2 separate regions of the Sorghum bicolor genome follow, and region 2 is linked to region 1. A link is a contact called in public HiCAR-type data. All regions are on one chromosome and are shown on one strand. Each heading gives the region's core, a stretch centred on a gene start, on an enhancer-like site or on the middle of the called end of the contact. The rest is flanking DNA. Distances are from core to core; before and after follow the strand shown.

What was found. HiCAR-type assays count read pairs that join an accessible place to other places.
Region 2: a HiCAR-type map of leaf shows a contact between it and region 1, with 4 times the contacts expected there. The contact joins the promoter of LOC8066781 here to the promoter of LOC8061321 in region 1. A contact is called at or near these places in 2 of 4 Hi-C or Micro-C datasets (leaf and leaf mesophyll) and 1 of 1 datasets of contacts at active chromatin or transcription factors (leaf).

Annotation. Positions count from the first base shown.
Region 1 is chr9:40,070,252-40,073,940 of Sorghum_bicolor_NCBIv3, forward strand. It overlaps LOC8061321 (N-terminal acetyltransferase B complex auxiliary subunit NAA25), which reads right to left and starts at 1,711. Exons shown (of 19, transcript XM_021447724.1): 1 at 1,565-1,711; 2 at 333-489; 3 at 134-252; 4 at 1-45. The coding sequence starts at 1,711.
Region 2 is chr9:40,451,698-40,455,386 of Sorghum_bicolor_NCBIv3, forward strand. It overlaps LOC8066781 (sorting nexin 2B), which reads left to right and starts at 2,113. Exons shown (of 5, transcript XM_002439554.2): 1 at 2,113-3,195. The coding sequence starts at 2,200.

The DNA.
Region 1 (3,689 bases), core at 461-2,960:
CAAAAACCTTTCTTCTCCTACAGTTTTGTACATTTTGAGAGCTGTCTGCAAAAGATACCAGGCAAGGAGGCAAGCATAGAAATAAGATATCAAAAGGAATATAAATTAATTAGCAATGAAAGTACCATTATACCTGCTGTTGTTTCACGTATGAGTACTCTCTAACATAGCAATTAAAAAGTCCCATCATTAATTCCAAGTTACTTGGATACTTTGTACAGGCATACTCATAGCACGAAGTAGCCAGATCCACTGGTCATGAGAAAATTTAGAGATAAATACTACAGTAATAATGTTAAATGGATAAAATAAATGAACAAGTACAAACGCACATCGGTCAAGCCTTTGAAATACTATCTGTAGAGTGCTAAGTGTAAGATCATCAAAATGAAAAATGTTGTCAGAATACAATAGCTCCTTGGCATTCAGGGACACGCTCAATGCTTCATCAGGCTTTCCCATCCTTTCCAGAATAAGAGCCTTGAGGGCCTGGAATGAGATAAGTTAAGGTAAGGCTTCAACAGTTCAGTGCATGACAAACAGCATAAAAACAACAAAGAGGAGTTTCACTACAGATCTTTAACAGATGGCTTCACTAAGTATGTTGGCAAGAAACAGGCTGAAGTGCCAAAACAATTAAATTATTCAAACACAAACCTTGAATTCAGATCCAGCCAAATACAAAATATGGAAAGAAACATATATATAAGAGAGAAGACAAGGAGTTTCCACATGCTGGTTCATCCAGCTCAACTAAGTACCCTAACCAATCTTCTGCAGGTGGCTCACACATGCCACAGCAACCACCACTGCCGCTTTCTCATCCCCCGCCCACCACCACCACACCACACACACACACACATTGTCATTTCTTCTTCCACAATGCAGCCTCCATGCTGCCATATATTGCTGCTGCTGGACGCCAGCTTGCATATATGAATAGAAGCAAAATAGGTACCCCATGACTACCTCACTACTCAGGGCCCTTCTCCAAAGAAGGCCACCCCCTTGGCTCTCTGTCCGGACTCTGGAGTCAAATCTGGAGTGTACCGAACAGGGATATGCATTGACACGGCAAAACAAACCCAAAAAAAGGCACGCAAGTCTATGTAGCCCTGGTGTACAGCACATACCATGAATTGCTCCAATACCATTGATTCCCAGCAAGGAAAAAGCAGATTTAAAAGAAATTAGGATGGTATCCTCATATATATATATATATATATATATATATATATATACGGCGTCCTTTTGCTATGTTTTCCATTCTCAGCGTAATCTTTGATCAAATGGATGGATAAGTATTGCTTTAAACTTTAGTGGATGATGACTATGTTTAAGGGCTTCGGACATGTTACCTGCTGCTCCAGTTTCAGGCAACAGGCAACAGTGTATATATATATATATATATATATATATATATATATATATATATATATATATATATATAGCCGAACTGGACTGCTGATTGCCCAACTACCCGTTTCCACGCCAGATTCGCCAAAAGTACACTAAAAGAGCCAAAACGAAAACGAGTTCCAACTGAGAGAGGTAAAGTGCTCACTAGCGCGTAGGGGGATGTGGGATGCTTGGCGAGGAGCCCGGTGCAGAGCTTGAGCGCGGCCTTGTACTGGCGCGAGTCGACTGCGTCCCAGATCGGCCTCACTCGCCGCTCTGGGATGCCGCCGGCGAGCCCAAACTTGCTGGCCATGTCCTCTCGCAATCTAGGGTTAGGGTTCTGGGGGTGCGGCGCGCCGCGGGTGGGGAAGACGAAGCGGGAGAGGAGCGGGAGAGGAGCGGAGGCGGACGAGAGAAGGGTTTATCGAGTCGGGGTTGTGACGGCGCGCCGCGCCCGTGGGGACGTAGAGGATGGGGATGGCACGGTCCGAGGATTGAAGGGATGGGATGGCATCACACCCGTTGGTCTTACCACGGGCGGTAGGCGATCGTCAACCGGAGGAAATTGGAAGTGGCTGCTGCCGTAACCCTATTGTGGGGACGTCACAGAGATCTAGGCCCTTGAGTATCGGACGAGCGGCCTGGATTGACGGGATCTAAAGCTGTGTGGAGACGGAGCGTGGAGGATGGCGGCATATGCATCTCATGTGTTCAGACAGATGTCTGAGGGAGAGAGTTGTTTTAGAGCATGCAGTCCCAGATTCATATTTTTTGGTCATGTTTAGTTCTAAAAAGTTTATGGATTTGGTATAGTATTTTTGTTTTATTTATCAATTAGTATCGAATCATGGAGATTCGTCTCGCGATTTAAAGGCAAACTGTGCAATTAGTTTTTGTTTTCGTCTACATTTAATGCTCCATCCATATGTCTAAATATTCGATGTAATGGGTGAAAAAAATTTGGGTGGAAAACTAAACAAGGCCTTAATAAGAAAATTTTGTAGAGAAATTTCAGAGCTTCATTAGATCTCTGTGTTCCATCCTCAATGAGGAAAAAAATCAATCTCTCAAAAGCCATCCTTCAACCACTCAAAGACGAGGGACATCCCTCCCCTAATACACTAGGCCCACATTAACTATCGCTTTCTCACGTCTCTCACCTCGCTACCCCATACCGAAGCTCACCTTGGCGACGTGTGCAAAGGGCCTCGCGTCGTGCAACACTAGGGAGGCCGCAATTGCAATGCCTCGCAACAGTGGCACACCGGACCTCATCGCCCACACCAGAGTTTGCCCGCTACAGTGGCTGCGCTACATACACTCCTCACAGGGCTCGCGTGCGCCAGCGGCAGCGGCAGCTCTTGTGCCTCGGGCTCCAGCCATCTCACTTGGTTGAGAAAGCACCTCCCTTGCTCCTATCCTCCGTCTCTATGACTCAGTTTGCTCAAGAGGAAAGAGTGAAGGAGAGGAAGAGAAGAGTGTGGATGAAGGAAGGAGATGAAATCACATCTATATATTTTTGATCCAACAGTTAAATGTTAAATTAGGGTTGTTAAGGGCAAAGTAGGTTGAGTCAAAGCAGGATGAATCTGCAACATGGGCCAAAATCACATATTGGGGATGAGATATTGGGGAATTGTGAAAGCATCTCCCCCCAACAGTCCATATTGGGCTACCTCAACGCTAGCTTATTAGGGGTTGAGTTGTATTATAGAATTATTGGAGATGTTCTAACTCCACCATCAACAAAACTCTCAACATGATCCAAAGTTCATGAGTGATGCTCAAAGTTGTTTTAAGATATCTTCAAAGTTCTAAAATTTATTTTTTAGCTTTCTGATATTATAACATGTGTCATCTATCTAAATATGTGTTTACCCCAAGCACTATCTTAATGTCATGGATGTAACAAATATAACCCACATGTCAACGTCAAGACTCCACTTTAAAAAGTAGTTTTTTTCATACAACTTCGGATGAAGATGGTTTTATGGATGAAGATGGTTTTATATGAAAATTGTATAACTTTCTAGTTTTGAGTTTTTCATTTGAAATTGTTAAGAAACTAAAAAATATAAAATTTTATGCACGGAGTACGAAGTCTCTTTTTTCCTGGTGTTTTTGAGAAAAATGACCTAATTCTAATTTTGGCAATTGTACCTCCTTTGTCCACCCAATTGGTTTGACTATTGACGCTAAAGAGCACTTGAAGAATCATGGTCTTCGGTGCCAAAAAAGGATTAGGTTAGAATAATCATAAAAGCAATTCATGTAACAACAGCTATAAAAAA
Region 2 (3,689 bases), core at 863-3,362, 380 kb after region 1:
TAAGTAATAAATGATAAAAATGACTTTTTAGCAACTTGATGATTTGTCTGTACGTGATCACCCGGGACAACAGTGCAACCATGAGGGCTATAATGGCTCTGGCTTTAGTTAAGTATGAGTAACTTTTCTAGCTCGTTAGCGGTTACCTATTGTGGCGCAATTGGGGAATAGCAGACCGTGGACTCCTGCGGGTGAATCACATGGACTGACTAATGAAACCAAGCGGCCCTAACTTGTTAGACGAACCTTTGAAAGACTTCATAGTGATCCCTGCCAACCTTCCTTGGAAGGGGGTTAAGAGACTGACTACCTCGGGCGAAAGGGTAAATCATGACTCATGGGTAAAGATGTACAACCTCTGCAGAGTGTTAAAAACTAGTATACTAGCCGAGCTCACGGTCAGGAACGGCCTTGGGGACATCTACATTAAGGGTGATGAATCTTGTGTGTTAAATATGCTCATTATTTATTGTTTAATGCTTTACATTATTTATGTCACATTGATCATGAAATTGTGAGATATATACAATCTAGTTGCTATACTTGTGGAGTTCGACATGGACTCACTCTTGCTATTTCCCCCAAACCTCAGGAGAGTTTAGGCTTGTGATCAACCAGTCAGTTTGATTCTGTAGAGAGAAGTTAATACCCGAAGTTGGAGTTGTCTATCCGCTGTTTGCTATTAAAGGTTATCTTTTTTATACTAAGTACGTTATATGTTTATGCATTGTCTTTTGATATTACTCCTCATTTGTAGCTATATGTGAGATTTGACTTCTAAGACTCATATATGGTGTATATCTGGTTTTGTCCTTAAAATCGGGTATTACACAATGACACGGGGACATTTATATTTTGTAAGATAGTTTTTTAATGATTTTCATTTGTTTTTTTAGATGTGGGTTTTCTGAATTAGGAACTGCGATGCTTTGTGTCACAGCAAACCAACTAGTACTTGATGTTTGTGTTACCCTTGACCTGTCACGTTAAGTGTCAACTTGTCCTTTCATGTAGTAGATACCACTAAGGAGCACCAAGATATTCATCTTTCACCTTTGGATGAAACATACTGTAGAAGCTGATGAATAGAACTAGCATCCTGGTTCATATCATGTTCATTCCCTTTCGAAGAATATCCATCCAGTAATTATGTTTATTGTACTCTGATTTTTATTTATAATTGTTTTACAAGGTATAAGAAATATCATGGATATTATGTAGGGAAGGAGAAAGCAAGAAAGTCCAACTATGCTGATATGGTAATAGGATCTTTCAAAGAGACCTTTTGTTTCTTTATAAATTCGATGCCCCCTTATTCTTTTTGTACCGTAGCTTTTCAGATAAACTGCAGATGCTACAGCTAAAGATTTGCTAGCTTGCAATTGTGCTCTACCAGGATAGATGTTATTCTAAAAATAATTGAAGTATTGACAGAGCACATCACTCTAACAGAATCTCTCTTTCTACATAAAGTGAGAACTCCCATGCAGAAAAAATATATATTGTTGGCCTTCGATTTTTCAAAATGAATAAGTGTTTTAGTGCCTACTCTAAAAAAAGGTAACATAGGTTATGCTTACCAATGGACAATGGTCCATGGTACTTGAACTATGCTGATTGTGTTAGATGGAATGGAGAATCCTTACTTGAATGCATCAAGCGGCATGAGCATTTTCTTGTACTGCAGCTTGGCTTGAAACAAGGAATGAAGGTGAGTTCTCCATCAAATACTTGAGCTAAGATTTGGCCACGTCACTTTTCAGAAAGTGGAAGATAACTACCCTAAAAATCTTCCAGACACGTGACGTACAGGTGCTTTTTTGTTTTTGTGTTCTATTGTACAAAGTGACGTGGCAACATATGATTTGTAGAAAAAGTGAAAGAAAACAAACTGAGAAATTTTTCAGAAGATGTGTAGTCAGACCCATAGGTATTATGGAGACCTATTTTAGATTTAGGTTCTTTGATAGACAGCCTAAACGAGCCCAATCTGCGTGAGTTCTTCCATTGTTGTTGCTCGAAATACACTGCTACTACACGATATCCTAGGCTCCCACCGCCCACGTGGCGCCACGTGAGCGTCTTCTTATGCCAACCGCGCGGTGACAAACCGCCGGAGCCTTGCGCTCGTAGTATTCTCCGCTCAGTACCACACCCATCTGCTCTCCTGGTTTCGCTTTTCCCCCACTCCTCCGCGTCATGATGTCCTCGGCGCCGCCGTCGGAGCCGGCCACCGCCGGCGACGACGACGATATGGAGTCTCTCCCCCTTGCCGCCGCCTCCGACTACGCCTCCGTTGCCTCCACCTTCGACCCCCTTCTCTCCTCCACCTCCGCCACCGCCGCCTCGCCCCGCTCCCCTCCGACGCGCGCCGCCGCCTTCACCCTCTCCTCGACCTTCTCCTCCTCCTTCGTTGACCCGCCCTCCTACGCCGACGCCACCGGCGCCGGCGCCGGCTCCTCCTCCCCGCGCTCCGCCTCCTCTCCCTCCTCCGCGTCGCCGAGATCCGCGCGCTTGGCGGCCTCCGAGTACTCCCTCCTCGCCGTCTCCGACCCAGAGACCGAGGCCGAGCCAGCCGCCACCTCGCTCGTCCCCGGATCCGGACCCACCTTTGTCTCCTACCTCGTCACCAGCGTCCACCGCCGGGACCCCGACCAGCGCCGCCATTCGGTGCGCCGCCGCTTCCGCGACTTCGTCACGCTCGCCGACCGCCTTGCCGAGGCCTTCCGGGGCCATTTCGTGCCGCCGCGCCCGGACAAGAACACCGTCGAGAGCCAGGTCATGCAGCGGGACGAGTTCGTGGCGCAGCGCCGTGCCGCTCTCGAGAGGTACCTCTGGCGACTCGCCGAGCACCCGGCCATCGGCCCCAGCGACGAGCTGCGCGTCTTTCTGCATGCCGAGGGAAAGATGCCACTGCCCGGCAGCACTGATATGGCATCACGGATGCTCGATGGTGCGGCAAGGCTGCCGCGGCAGCTCATTGCTGGGGAGGATGCCGTCGCCCCGCCGCAGGAAGTTGTGCAGCCTGCCAAGGGTGGCAGGGACCTGCTGAGGATATTCAAGGAGCTCAAGCAGTCGGTGGTAACTGACTGGGCCGGTGTCAAGCCACCCCTGGTAGAGGAGGATAGGGAGTTCCTGGAGAAGAAAAATAAGCTGCAGGAGTGGGAGCAGCAGCTCACCAGTGCGTCACAACAGGTGATCTCTTCTGCCTCAGATGCCAAAAGCCCATAACTTCCATGTAATATGTGTCTCATAGTTAATTGTTATGACCATGGGAGTGAGGCAATGTATTTCTTCTCTTCTACGGCTAATTACTACCTCTGCCCAAAAAAGAATGTAATCCAAGGTTTGGACTAAGCCAAATTTGCTTTAACTTTGACTAGGTTTATAGAAAATAGTATGTGTAGGATATTGGTTCTGTGGTAATTGACAATATAGTATAAGAGATATTAATGGTCAAGTTATAGGCTTCCTCAAATCCTAGTATGCCTTAGAAAAATAAACAGAGGGAGTAACAAAGGAAGTGGCCCTCAAGGCCTTAATATAGCATGAACCTTGACTCCTTGAGGACATTTTGTAGTATTATTTTTACAGAGTAGTAGATTGGCATTTAGTTAGTAGAGCTTGGTGAACAAGGAAGGCTTGAGAGAGGAAAAAACCTTCTATGACATGAAGAACTGGTCAAATTA